Linked DNA regions of Sus scrofa: region 2 is linked to region 1. A link is a contact called in public Hi-C data. All regions are on one chromosome and are shown on one strand. The core of a region is the stretch at or near the end of the contact, and the rest is flanking DNA. Distances in the headings are between cores, read along the strand shown.

Region 1 (7,574 bases), core at 4,452-6,951:
TAGACTTGAGAGAAGGGGGTGCCCTACGGGACGCTCTGCAAATTGGATCCTTGATAAACAGCTCCCAAATGAACCCACCAGTGAGAATCAGAACTGCTGACCCACTTTCTCTGTCCCCCTGGCCACCTCCGACATGATGCTGTGCGCATCTACTGAGCACCTACCAGGTACCAGGCTCTGGGTACATGAGCTTCGCATAAATGCTCACAACAACCCTGGATGCAGGTACAGCTTGGTCCCCATTTTCCTCATGCACATACTGAGACTCACAGATGTTACCTGACCTCCCGAAGTTCAGCTAACTAAGAAGTGATGAAGCCAGGACTCAGACCCTGGTCTGTCTAACCCAGATCCCAGACTGCTAACCACTCACCTGCACTGCCTCATGGTTAGGAAAGAAGCTGACATTAATGGGTTTAACGGGTCCTCTGTGAACTCATGAATGCCTCCCATCAGCCCAGCAATACACATCTGACTATGCCTGTCTTCCCCACAGGTAGGAAAGTTGAGAGACGGAAACATCGAATGACCTGTTCACCCCACCAGCAAGTGACCAAGGCCTGAAGCCAGAATCCTTCTCATTGGAAAGCCCCTGTTCTTTGTTTGACACCCCTGAGCCACCTTGCCGTAGGATGAGCTGACTGTACGAAAGGCTTTAGCCTCGGATCTCTGTGTGGGCTGGGTGCTTGCTTTCTTAAACCCAGGTGATATTAAGGTCAACGACCTCCTTAAAAACACAGCATTGGAGCCTGGGAGACTGGATTGTGCAAGACTACGCCTAGGGTGGCCCTGTCTAGGAGCATTTAAGATGCCATCCTCTGGCGTTTTGTGTGGCTTAGCTGGTTAAGGATCCAGCATTGTCACTGCAGCGGCTCAGGTCACTGCTATGGTGAGGGTTTGATCCCTGGCCTGGGAACTTTAGTATGCTGCCAATGAGGCAAAATAAAAAAATAAAATCATCCTCAAATAGTCTAAAAGAGCAAATCCAAATGAAAAGCCTGGGTCCTTTCATTCTAATATATTGAGATCATGACATGAGCCAGGCATAGTGCCAAGCACTGGCGAACACAGCAGACCTGGTTTTTAGGCTCATGGAGCCTCTGGTCCAGCAAGGGAAACAGATGTGAGTAATGAAGGCAAGTCAGGATCCTGGGATCTATAACAGGAGTCCTAACTGCCCCTGGAGAGCTTCAGAGAGGAAATGACATTTAATTTTGACCTGAATGGTGTGCTGGAGTTAGCAGCAGAGGGGAGTAGAGTGTATGCGTTGGAGGAGGGAGTTCGGGCAGCGGGAGCATCATGCGAAATCAGCCTGATGCGGGAAGAGAGAGCTCAGGAAGGGTATGAGGGCAGAGACACCTTGTTTACACTTAAGCACCTTGTACCACGCGTGGCACAACGGAGGCACTCTATAAATGCCTGGTTGCTTAAATAAATGAAATTCCTACTGGCTGAAGTAGAGTGGGGAAAAAACCAGCACGAGACAGAGCCTGAGAGGTAGGTACCAGCCAGATCATACAAAGTCTTGAAGGTCACGGTTAAAGGGCTGCAATTTTATATAAGGGAAATGGGATGGTATTTGAAGAATGTTGAGTCCTGGCATGATCTTATTTGCCTTTTTAAAAGGTCACTTTGGCAACTGAGGAGAGAATGGCCTGCAAAAGGGGCAGCTCGAGATAATGGTAGTGTTGAGAATGGAGGGCAGTGGAAAGATTCGGGAGACAGTGAGGGGGTGGAATGATCAGGACCTGAGTCAAGGATGAGTCACACACACAGGCTGCTGGCTGAAGCAACAGACTGGGTGATGCGGGCATTCACCAGGATAGGGGAATAGGTGGGGAAGATGGGGAGTTTTTATACATGTTGAGATTAAGATGCCCACAAAACATCCAAGTGAAAAAGTCAAGTAGGCTGTTGGGTGTGTGGGCTGGAGTGCAGAGGAGAGCCACCGAGGAAACTCCAAGGACGTTTGACATCTAGGTGGTAGTTGAAACCACAAGGAAAAATGAGATCCCCAGAGTTCTGGTCATAGCTCAGCAGAAATGAATCTGACTAGTATCCATGAGGATGCAGGTTTGATCCCTGGCCTCATTCAGTAGGTTAAGGATCCGGTGTTGCCATGAGCTGTGGTGTACGTCGCAGATGTGACTCAGATCTGGCGTAGCTGTGGCTATGGCATAGGCTAGCAGCTGTAGCTCCAATTAGACCCCTAGCCTGGGAACCTCCATGTGCCATGGGTGCAGCCCTAAAAAGACAAAAAAAAAACAAAACGGAGGGGGAATGAGATCACACAGGAAAAGGATAAAGTAAGAGGCTAGGGCTTAGAACTCAACCTTAAACAGCTGCAGAGAGGAATGGAAGAAAGCAGCTGATGAAGCCAAGAAGAGGAGAGGGGCTAGCAGTAAACTGGAGAGCCCAGGGTCACACAAGTAAGATGGAAAGTGTTTCGATAAAGAAGAAGCCTTCTGAATTAAAAATGAGCTTTGAAATGTTTCCAGTGGATTTATCAATATGGAAGTGATGGATGACATCACTGCTATAAATATGTAAGTGATGGTTACTATCATCTCAGCTCTAAGGAAGGAGGCTATGTTCTAGGGACAGGGCTTGGGAATCCTCTCAGAAGGAAAGCTCTAGGTAACAGGGACCTCAGAGGCTATTGCAGTCCTTTCCTTTTTGGGTCAGGATTTCTTATCTTTGGAGGAAGGAAAAGCTGTCTGTAAAGAGCTTCAGACACAGGAAGAAAGAATCTTGGAAAACACATTCTGGTTTTTTTGGGGGGTTTTTTGTTTGTTTTGTTTTGTCTTTTTGCCTTTTCTAGGGCCACTCTCGCAGCATATGGAGGTTCCCAGGCTAGGGGTCCAATCGGGAGCTGCAGCCACCAGCCTACGCCAGAGCCATAGCAACGCAGGATCCAAGACGCATCTGGAACCTACACTACAGCTCACGGCAACGCCGGATCCTTAACCCACTAAGCAAGGCCAGGGACCGAACCGGCCACCTCATGACTCCTAGTCAGATTCGTTAACCACTGCGCCACAATGGGAACTCTGGAAAACACATTCTTAAAGTATCAGCAAGTATATGTGATTTAGCAAAGAAACTACCAGAGTCCCAGGAGTCATTCATTCAGTAACGCATTTATTAATGTTAAATCTAATATTTACCTGACACATAAATCTCAATCCTTTGACTATTTCTTGAGCTGCTACTGTAGGTGTTGCATTAATTCCATAAGTCTTTTGTCCTTTCATCAAAAATGTAAACTCTCAGAGCAGAATGTTTTCTTTACCCCTTGATCTCCCCAAAATCTTGGACAATGCAGCCATTCTTGGTAATTCACCAGTCTCCAATTTCTCATGAATCCATCCCCTCTACCTAGAATGTCCTCCAACTGCATAAATCCTCCCCACTTTCAAGGCCCAGAGGAGATGTCACTTCCTCTGTGAACTTTCCCCAAATGCTTCAACCAGACTTAATCTTTCCTTCTCCGGATTCCTGAAGGCCAGAATAGCACTTGTCTTCTTATACAGTGTTGATTTCTGCTGTAGGCTTCTGTCTCCCTGGCCCAGCTGTGTCTCTTCTTATAAACCCTAGTGACTTGTAGAGCTGCTCAGTAAACTTGTCAAAAATCAGCTACACTTTCCCTTGGTCAAAATAGCACTCTGCACCCCAGACTGTTAAGTCTTGGGCTGAACTGACATCTCAGAAAATGATCCTCTAGTGCCACCTTCTGGTTATATGTGGTATTACAGCTCCCTCTTCCAGATGTTCAACTCAAATTTTATTCTTTTTTTTTTTTTTTTTTTTTTTTTTTTTTTTTTAAGGGCCGTACCCGTGGCATATGGAGGCTCCCAGGCTGGGGTCCAGCCAGAGCTGTAGCCGCCACCACAGCCACAGCAACACCAGATCCGAGCCGCTTCTACCACACCACACCACATACCACATACCATACCACAGTTCAATCCTTAACCCACTGAGCAAGGCCAGGGATTGAATCCACATCCTCATGGATACTGGTCAGATTCGTTTCCGCTGAACCATGACAGAAACTCCTCAAATTTTATTCTTTCACTTAACTCCTTGTCTCTTCTATCCCAGGATGTAAGTATACTGGTGAGCAAGACAGACAGTTCCTGACCTCAAAAAATTTAGAATCCAAGGAAGAAGACAATCTCAGAACTGGAGTGTGGTAGGTTTTGTGATCCCGAATGTTCTGAGGCCTCAGGAAAGGGGGCTGCTTTGCTTGTCCCTCAGGCTGCCATCTGCAGAGGCTGTGATGGGGCATGGTCCAAGCAGGACATTGTCCTCTTGTGTCCTCTTGGGCTCTCACTTGATAAGTGCATCTGTGCCAGGCAAATCAGTCACATTTCACCTGCCATACTCTCCCCGTCACATTTTTTTTAAGCTTATCGATAACCACAAAGGAAAAGCGTCCACCACACTGCAAAACAATTCGGTGTCTCTTTGGTTCCCTCTAAATGGCTGGTTCTAGAACCTGTGTTTCTTTTATTCTTTGAAGGCCTAAGATTAGAATCCAGTGTTAGAACAGGAAGAGACCTTCATTCTTTCATCCATTCATCCTGTAATTACTTACTGAGCCCTATTAAGTGCCAGGCATTGTGTTAAGTGCTGAGGACATAATAGGGAATGAAGGAGTTCCCGTCGTGGCACAGTGGTTAACGAATCCGACTAGGAACCATGAGGTTGCGGGTTCGGTCCCTGCCCTTGCTCAGTGGGTTAACGATCCAGCGTTGCCGTGAGCTGTGGTGTAGGTTGCAGTCGCGGCTCGGATCCCGAGTTGCTGTGGCTCTGGCGTAGGCCGGTGGCTGCAGCTCTGATTAGACCCCTAGCCTGGGAACCTCCATATGCTGCGGGAGCGGCCCAAGAAATAGCAACAACAACAAAAATAATAATAATAATAATAGGGAATGAAAAAAGACATGGTACACACTGTCAGAATGTTTATGTTCTCTTTGGGGAGGTAGGAAAACAAAGCAAGTTACACAATTTTTAAATATTTACTTATTTATTTTTCATAGGTGGTACACTATATGATTCAAAATACAAAAAGGTGCACAGTGAAAAGCCCCCCACTCCTGCCCCTAGCCACCTAGTCCTCCTCATAAAGGCCAGCAATGTTATCAGTTTCTTCTGTGCCCATCCAGAGATAACATATGCATATACAAGCAAATATATTCTTCCCCCTCTATTATACAAATGGTGGTATTCTATACACTCTGGACTTCACCTTGGGATTTTTTTTTTCACTGAACAATATCTTAAATTGTTCTATATCAATACATAGATTTCTTTTTACAGTTGTATGGTATTCCATTTTGTGACTATTGCATGACTTAATGTTACATTGTGGTAAATGTCTCTATGGGAACAAAAAAATAAGTAGGGAGCTGAATTTTAAACTAATGAGGAAGAACTGGCTTTAGAAAAAGTGATCAGGAAAGGGAGCTTACACTCAGGAAAAGACCTTGAAGCTGAGTCCTAAAAAAATGAGAGGGAATCCACCAGGAGGACACAAGGAGGAAGAACTTGTAAGCAAAACAAAGGATTGCTTAGGCAGGAATGAGCTTGGCAAATCTGAGGGGCTGGACACCACTGTGGCTGGAACCAGATGAGGGAGGGAGCCCAGAGCCAGATGGTGAGAGGCCCTGCAGGCCACGGTGGGGAGCACAGGGGTGATTCTCAGCACAGTGGGAAGCTGCTGGAGGGTTTCAGAGAGAAACAGGCATGCTCTGAGTTACACCTTAGGCAGCTATGTGGAAGCTGGATTAAAGACAAGAGTGAAAGGAGGTAAGGAGGCTGATGCAATGGCCTGGCAGGAAGTGAATAGAGCACGGAGAGGAGGTAGCGCAGCAGGGATGAGAAACATTGACAGCATTGGGATTTATTTTGGAAGCAGAGTTGACAGGATTGGAGTGTTAACCTCATGGATCATTTAGTCCCAGTTCCCTCACTTCCCAGGCTGACCAAGACTGAGGACTTGCTTGCCACAGGTCACAGAGCTCCTGAGTAATAGATCGAGGCCTAGAATCCAAGGTTTCTAACTCCCAGGTCAGTGTTCTATCACTCTAGGAAAGCAGGAGTTGGAAATGGAGAATACAAACTGTATTTTAAAATTCTGCTAACCAGTAATTACCGATCCATTTGATTCTTAAAAGTTGTGTAATGGCTTTTTATCAGCTTTCTTGACTCCCCACTTCAAAGTAGAAAGAGACAGATCTTTGGGAATGGAATCTCAGGTCCACCTCTGCCTACGGGAAGCCCAGAGCAAGGGAGACAGGTGGTGTGGGAGGTGGGATAGCGAGTGCAAATAAGAGTCAGGGGAGACCTCACTGATAAGGTGATACCTGCTGGAAAAGGTAACTGGGCCTTGTAGATATGAGGGAAGTGTACTCCAGATGGAAGACCCAGCTAGCGTGAAGACCCTCTGAAAGGAACCTGGCATTTTGAAGGGTAGAAGGGAGGACAAGGTGGGTGGAGTAGATAAGAACAGTGGAGATGTAAGCAGGGAAAACAGTGAGGTGACAGTGGAAATGGGAGATCAGAAGACAAGAATTTGTGAGCCATCAAAGTCTTTGGCTTTTACTCTCAGATGGGAGCCAGGAGAAAGTCTGAGAAATGACAGGATCTGATGTACATTTTCACAGGATCCCTCTGTTACTGTGTGGAGGACAGACTGTAGGAAGCAAAGTGCAAGTAGAAACCAGCTAAGAGATTATGCCATCATCCAGGTGAGAGTTGGTGACTTGGCCGTAGATATGGCAAGAACTGGTCAACCAGTAAATACGATATAGGATGTGAGAAATATTACTCTCAGGATTTGGCCTGAGAAATGGGAGAGATGAATTCATTATAAGTGATGGGGCAGATGAGGAAGAGGTTTAGGTTTGCAAGTGTTGGGTTTGTGATGTTGGCGAGACATCGGTGGAGAGGTTGAGCTAGCGACTGAACATACCAGAGATCAGGAGATAGACCTGGACCGATTCTACATTTGGGAGTTGTTGGCACAAGGATGGTGTTTAAAGCCATAGGACTGGATGTAATCTAGTGAGTGTAGAGGGTCAAGGACTGAGCCTTGGGTCACTGTGGCATCAAGAGGATAAAAAGAAGAGGAGGAACCAGCCAAGGAGACTAAGAAGGAACAACAGGTAAAATAGGAGGAAAATCAGGAGGTATTCTGTGCTAGAATCCAAGTGAAGAAAGTGTATCAAGGGGATCCTGTACCATCTATAGGTCAAATAAGATGAGGGCTGAGAGAAAACCATGACTTGAAAAGATACATGTACTCCAATGTTCATTGCAGCACTATATACAACAGCCAAGACATGGAAACAACCTAAATGTCCATTGACAGAGGAGTGGATAAAGATGTGGTACATTTACACAATTGAATATTACTCAGCCATTAAAAGGAAAGAAATAATGGCATTTGCGGCAACATCGATGGACCTAGAAATCATCATGCTAAGTGAAATTAATCAGACATCACCAACATCAAATGCTATTCACTTACATGTGGAATCTAAAAAAAAGGACACAATGAACTTCTTTGC
Region 2 (7,043 bases), core at 3,648-6,147, 340 kb before region 1:
ATAGGGGAGCAGTTAGGGATTCATAACCTAGGGGCATTTGAAAAAGTCACTTAGTCCTAGCTTATTAGCTTCTAAAATTTTTATTAACTTTTAAAATTTTTATTAGCTTTTAAAAATAGATTCTAGGAGTTTCCTGGTGGCTCAGCATGTTAAGGATCCAGAGTTGTTACTGTTGCGGCACAGGTTTGATCCCTGGCCTGGGAACTTGTGTGTGCCATGGGTGTAGCAAAAAAAAAAAAAAAAAACAACTTTTTTTTGAATTGAAACAGACTCTAATGTTAGAGAGAACATCATACTCATATTATAAAACATCTCAAAAGCATATGAAAGTACAAAGGAAAAAGTAAGCACAAAACTTACCTATCGTTCCACAACGGTGGGGGATGCACACTGCCGACAGTGTCCTTCCGGTCTTTTTTCCTTTAAACTTCTTGAACTGAAGGGCACCGAAAAGGACACTTCCCAACCAAAGCACCAATGTTGTTAACTCTTATTTGCTAGCACTCACTGGCCACGGGGTACAGAGTACTCACTAGGTACAGAGACGGGGACTCTGAGGGAACCCTCTAGAACTCGCAGGCTGGATGGGAAGATGGGTCATGTGATCAAAGAGCGGTGGTAATGATCACTGGGCATTTACCATGTACCAGATCGTGCAGCATGCTTGACGTTCCCCTTCCACACCCCTCTGGGCGAGGGGCACCTCCCCATCCAGACAAAGCCCAGAGAGGGCTCCTAGCTTGCCTGGGTCACTGGGACTCCTGAGCGCACCTCTTCAGCCCTAGTGCAGCAGCCTCCAAGGCCAAGTGTGCTCCCCACGTCACTCGTGGGCGGAAGCCTTACCCAGTGGTTACAAGTGTAGGCATTACAGGCTGGGTCAAGTCTCAGCTCTGCTGCCTGCCAGCTGTGAACCTATGAAAAGTTAGGCAGTACACTAGAAACAACCCAGGCCTCAGTCTCTTTGTCAATAAAATGGAGGAGCTAAACCTTTTCTGCTCCAGAAGTTGAGCCCAAGGGGCTGTGAGGTCAGCACAAACCTCTCTGAACATAAGAGGTGGGCCCCAGCTTTCTCATCTGCAAAATCCGAGTCAGAAGATCCTCCCTTAGCATTACTCTGAGGATCCGCTGGTACGTGTAAAATGCTCGGGCCTGCGCCTGGCACAGAGTAAACACCCAATGAATGGTAGCTGTTCTGATTAGACCAAGTGTGGTGCGGATCCAGAGAGGCAGGGCTCGGTCTCCCCAGGAACTACTTTCTAGAGCAGGTGGCATGAAGGGAACTTAAGACCAAACTGCCCAACAGCCTCTTCCATTCTGTAGTTTACAGAGCCTCCCTCGTGTCGTCCAAAATATACTTCAGGTCATCCTTGATCCACAGGCTCCTAAAGGAGCCAGATATGCTGGGAGGGGAACGCAGGCTAAGTCAGACATGTGAGTCCAAGCTTATTCATCTTAAAAGGTCTAGGAGCCTCTCTCCTGTTTAACCACTGGGGTGGCTGTGGGTATCAGGCCACAGGTCCTGACAATTGCCATCGTCCCCTGCACTGTCCACACTATTCTTTAGCGGCAGAGCTATTGCATCTCACTGGGCCTTTGAGTGTGTACAGAAGACGACAGACGGTGTGGCCCACCATGGGCAGTGCCCAAGGTCACATCACTGCACGCACATACGTACACTTGTACACATACACACAACATACACATAGACACACATACGCACATGGCTGAACTTGGGTCCTGAGCTTGTATAGAGGGTTTTCATCAAAGCCTGACCAGGAGCTTAGATCAGTAGGCTCCCAACCCTGGCTGGACAGCCAGGTCCTCTGGAGGGGGTGTTTGCTTGTTCGTTTCCTGTTGTTTTTCATACAGATCCTCACCTCCTGATTCATTAGGGCTGGTCAGGCCTAGGAATCTGTATTTTTTTACTTCCAGGGGTTCTGAGAACAAGGTTTAGGAGGCAGGGGTGGAATGGAAGCACTGTAGCTCTTTCAAGACAGGCTCTGTCTCTACCTGCGACCACTCTGTTCTCTCTGGACTCTTCAGGCCTGGAGGAACCATGGTGACCTACGGGGGGATGGCCAAGCAGCCCGTCGTCGCCTCCGTGGTAAGCTGGTGGGGAGATATGCCTGGAGACAGGCTTGGACACCACACTGGTGCAAACTCAGGCAGTGCCCCACCCCTGGGAGGCATCAGAACCTCAAGCAGTGCCCTAAGTTCCTGGCCTTGGAGCCCCAGCATGTACTTCCTGTGTCCACAGAGCCTGCTCATTTTTAAAGATCTCAAACTTCGGGGCTTTTGGATGTCCCAGTGGAAGAAGGACCACAATCCAGGTAAGTGGATGATGGCCCCATTACCAAGAGTCACACAAGAGGCCAGTGCCTACTGCGGAAGTGACCGGCCACTCTGAGCCCTGGAGAGGTGATCAGATCCCCAACCTCACAATAGGATAAAGGAAAACAATCTCTGAACCCAGCTGCAGTCAGCAAATAGTTATTGGCTTAAAGTGGGCTAGGCCTTGGGGCGCCACACAGAACAAGCCAGTCCCTGCCTCCCGCCGGCAGCTGACGGTGGGGAAGCCCGCCGTGGAAGACAGCCGCATAGAGAGGACAAACTCTGGAACCACCATTACTGGCTACGGGTTCTACCAAGCCGAGTTGTGAGCCACAGGGCAAGGTACTGGACCTCTGCCTCGGTTTAAATGTCCCAGTTGTTCAAACAGTTGTTAGCCCTGTTTGACAGAGTAGGAAACTGAGGTTCAGAGTGGTTAAGTGCTGGCCCCAAGTCACCCCCACCTAAAGGATGCACAGCCAGGAGGTGAACAGCCAGTCTCTCTGGCTCCAGAACCTGAGCAGGCACACATTCTCCTCTCCTGGAGAACAGGCCCCAAGCTGAGCCTGAGGAATGACATGGAGTTGTCCCAGTCAGGGGGAGGCATGTGATGGCGTAAATGGGGTGTTTTGGGCAGAAAAATGAACATGTGCAAAAGCCTAGCACAGAGATGGGAAGCTGGACAGATAGGCGTGATAAGATTACGACAAGGACTATAAAATCCTCTTTAAGGAGCTCAGACTCTACCTTAAAGGGAAATGGAAAGCCACAGAAGCGTTTTAAGCAAGGGTTGTGACCGGATATGAATGTTGAATGAATTGATGTGTGTGAAAAAGCACTTCTCAGCCCCAGCCCTCGCTTCTCCTCTTCCTCCACCATACGGGGGTCCTGAGTGGGCGGCATGCCCTGGGAGGGCATGTGGGTGACCTCGACTGGTGAGGTTCCAAAGGAGGCCTGGGCTCTCGGAAAAAGCTCTTTTCTGCGAGCAGAGCTCATCTGTTCCACATCAGTTGGTGTGCCAGGCATCACCCACCCCTCCCTTGTGCCTCTTCTGGTTTCTCTGCCTCAAAGTGATCCTGCCCTCCCACACCATTCAGGACTCCCCGCTACACCCAGTCAGGTTCTGTGGGCCTGAGCCATCACAGCCACCATGCTGCCTGCTCATCAGCTCTGGGGGCTACTCTCTGTGCTTCTGTCCCCACCCTGGCCCTCACTATCCTGAACACAGGCAGGAACCAAGCTGCCCTGGCCAAGCCCTTGGGCTCTCGAAGCTTCCCTGGAGCTTGGTGCCAGCTCCTGCCCACAGGGGAGGCCCGTGTGTCATGGGCCCGCCAGCCTGTGGCTGCTCCCCTGTCTGACCTCCACCCTCCCACAGACCAGTTCAAGGAGCTGATCTTCACACTGTGCGACCTCATCCGCCGAGGCCAGCTCTCGGCCCCCGCCTGCTCCGAGGTCCCCCTGCAGGACTACCAGCGTGCCCTGGAGGCCTCCATGCAGCCCTTCGTGTCTTCAAAGCAGATTCTCACCATGTGGTGAGCCCAGAGGAGCCAGAGTTAAGTGGGAGGGGAGGCGGATCAGCAGGACCGGTTTCAGGCCCTCCCTTTGGGGCCCCCACCCTTTTGCAGGCTGCTCCTCTCCCTCCTGTCACTTCTGACTCAGAGAATCAGGAGGGCAGCCAGGGCTTTCCCAGGGCCAGCCTCAGGGTGTCTAATAAAGTCCAAATTTCCTAAAAACAAGCAAACACAAACCAGCAGAAGTCATCCCTGTCAAGAAGGCCGTCTCCCAGCACTAAGAAGCCGCCTGGCCTGCCCTCACCTCTCATCCAGCTGTCATTTCTGACCTCCCTGAAAGCAACGCCTGGGCAGGGCTGGCAGGTACAAAAGCCAGTCAGAGACTTTTGCCTCTCTGCCCTCAAGCCCTCCAAGCCCACAGAGCGGGATCTTCTGAAAAGGAAGGTCCGACTCGTTCTCAGGTGGTCTGCAGCTCAGGACGGGGCAGGGGGAAGATCAGCTCCACAAACGAGCAGGTGCCAGGCTGAGAAACCACAGAAACGGCCTCTCCTGTGGCCACACCATCCTCATGGAACGTCTGTTCTGACGGAGGAGGTAGAAGTTATACCGGTGGTTCTCAGCCTGAGGTCTTTTGCCCCCGGGGGACTTTCTGGCTGCCGTAATTGAGGGCGTGCTGCCGCTGTCTAGTGAGGAGAGGTCGCCGCCGAGCGCCCTTGTGCGGAGCGCAGCCTCCCTCCCGCCGCAGCGCCGCTGTTGAGAAGCCCCGCGTTGAAGCCCTGGTCCCGCGGTAATTACCGTAGCGGTTAGCGCGCTAAAGACGCGTGCGGTGCTTTGAGCTCATGACTAAGGCCTTGTCCTAGGCCTTCCTGAGTGAAGCTTGAAGCTGAGCCCTAAAAAATGAGTAGCTTTGTTCAAAGAGAAGAGTTTGACGCTGTGCCTCTTTGGTGTTTGCTTCGTGATCCCTCAGAGCAAAGCGCCAGAGAGGCGGGGACGTCTCCCTCATCACCTGGCTCTCTGTCCCTGCGCTCGGGAGCCTCGCTGGGGGAGTACTCACTGGGAGCCCGAGTGTGCCTGAGGCTGGGGCGACCCGGGCTGGCCCGAAAGCAGCCTGCCTGCTGCACAGTGTACTAACGCGGCCGCTGGCACGGAGGTGTTCAGACCTGAGGGTTTAAGGAAGCCTCCCAGAGGAGGTATGGTCACAGCCACCCTGGAAGGCCCCAAGCAAAGCCAGCAAACAGCATGCCGCAGAGTGGAGGCCCAAGAGAGCCTGACGGTGGGGGAACTGCCCCCAGGCGAGTACAGCCCCTGGCTAGGAGGTGGGGGGCATGCGAAGACTGAGATGGGGGCAGTGGGCAGAGTGGGCGGGCTCAGGACTTACCCTTGAGACAGAGGGGGCACTGAGGGATTTTAAGCAGTGGAGTGATGTGGGAACTGACTCTGAAGGCCAGAGGACTCTCGGGTTTTGTTGCGCACCGACCTATACACGGGACCCTGTGCAATCCTCTTGCCTTCAGGAGCATCTTGTTTGTCCTCTGGAGAAGAGGATTGATGTCACCCTGGGGCTGGGAAAGGGTTGCAGGTGCCCCCTGGATAAGATTTGTACACCCCCAGTTGCCCAAGTCCCTCCTGTCCTTTGTCCTCAAGGTTAGTGAGATGGATGGTTCATGCAGTTGATCAGTGTGGGCAAGTGCAAAAAGTCTGAGCGGGGAGGGGGTGGCTGCCCACAGGCTGCAGGAGTGAAAGTTAAGATTAGTTCTTCCAGGGCACCCCACAAGGTTGAGCTTAGGAGCTGGGAGGAGCCTGCAGCCGTGGAGAGCAGTGGGCCCCTAGTATAGGCTCAGGAGGCAGACGGGGAGGAAGATTCCTAGCACCGCTAGAGATCTTGTGGAGGGGTGTCCTGAGAACGGTACCTCTGGGGGGCGGCAGCTAGCATTTAGGCTGGCCTTTAAAGGATGATATTTTCACAGGCAGGGGAGGGGGACAAGCATTACTGATTAAGGGAAGGATTAAAGTTATACAGAGGACATTTATGTCAGAATCTTCTCGTTTTCCCCAGATACCATTCTCTTCGTAAGAATTAAAACTGACAACTTCTAGGTGGGCATGTGGTAGCTGGCACAAACAGTCTCCCTGCCTCCTTGCAGCTGATAAGGTCTGTCCTATGTGATGTAAGCAGAGGTGGCAGGTGGCAGTTTCTTAGGAACCTCTTTAAAATAAAACTGGCATCCATCCTATGCCTCTTTCTTCCCCTTTCACTTCCTCCTGACTGAGATGCAAACATGATTCCTGGAATCTGCATGGCCGTCTTTGACCATGTTGAGAACGGACAGCAGCAAGATCAAAGGGGCCTGGGTTCCTGACACCCAGAGGCCAACTGTCCACCTTAGGACTTGAGATGAGAAAACGAGCTTCTGTGTTATTTAAGCCCTTAGTGCTTGGGCTTTCTCTGAGTCTAATCATAACTGATAAATATGCTATGATTTAATTTATATTGAAATCATGTCAATCATCTGAAGCTGAAAATTTCACAAAAATCACAATCTGAATTGTGGCAGGTTGTGATTCCCAGCTAAGGAATTTGGACTATATCCTTTTGGCAGTAGGGAACAAAAGATTTCTGAGCCAGAAGATCCCTCTTAGAAAAATCCCTCTAGCATCAGCAAAAGGTGAAAGCATTCACTGTCAGAAGATCTATGTATGTTAAGGAAGTTTTCTAGGCAGAAGGAAACTATCAGATAAAAAGATGATTCTGCACAAAAGAGTGACAAGCAACAGAAGTGGTGTGTACATATATATGTATATATATGTAAATATAAAAAAACATTTTTCTCATTTTAATCTTTTTAATTGATCACAGACTGTGTAAAGCAAAACTAATAGCAGTGTATTGTGTGATTTATAACACAAGGAATTTAAATTAGTGAAGTAACCAGACCAAGGCCAGGAAGAAGGTGATGGATATTTACAGTTGTATGATTCTCATACTATATACACGGAGTGCTATAATATTTGAAGCTAGACTGGCATAAAGATGTGTAAACCCTAGAGAAACCACTAAAAAACAAAACAAAGAAGTATAAATATTAAACAAAAAAAAAGAGGAGTTCCCGTTATGGCACAGCCAACTAGTATCCATGAGGATGCAGGTTCAGTCCCTGGCCTTGCTCAGTGGGTCGTGGATCCAGTGTTGCCATGAGCTGTGGT

What was found. Hi-C and Micro-C count contacts between places; a contact is called where the count stands out from the background.
Region 2: a contact with region 1 is called in a Hi-C map of omental adipose tissue, with 2.3 times the contacts expected there. The contact joins two enhancer-like sites. A contact is called at or near these places in 1 of 5 promoter capture datasets (liver), 24 of 47 Hi-C or Micro-C datasets (adipocytes, alveolar macrophages, blood and 15 more) and 2 of 2 datasets of contacts at active chromatin or transcription factors (alveolar macrophages and skeletal muscle).

The regions. Positions count from the first base shown.
Region 1 is chr6:85,754,203-85,761,776 of Sscrofa11.1, reverse strand. YTHDF2 (YTH domain-containing family protein 2) reads right to left here. Exons shown (of 7, transcript XM_005665152.3): 7 at 5,027-7,574. Among named protein-coding and RNA genes, the nearest start is that of OPRD1, 18 kb to the left of the region's middle. Within about 2 kb of position 5,701, at least 2 of the 83 cell types and tissues checked have an H3K27ac peak or open chromatin away from gene starts, as enhancers often do. A contact at or near this core is called in omental adipose tissue, where this site is marked.
Region 2 is chr6:86,096,670-86,103,712 of Sscrofa11.1, reverse strand. It overlaps MECR (mitochondrial trans-2-enoyl-CoA reductase), which reads left to right. Exons shown (of 10, transcript NM_001244082.1): 8 at 2,044-2,104; 9 at 2,258-2,330; 10 at 3,704-4,064. The coding sequence ends at 3,864. Among named protein-coding and RNA genes, the nearest start is that of SRSF4, 7.6 kb to the right of the region's middle. Within about 2 kb of position 4,897, at least 8 of the 83 cell types and tissues checked have an H3K27ac peak or open chromatin away from gene starts, as enhancers often do. A contact at or near this core is called in omental adipose tissue, where this site is marked.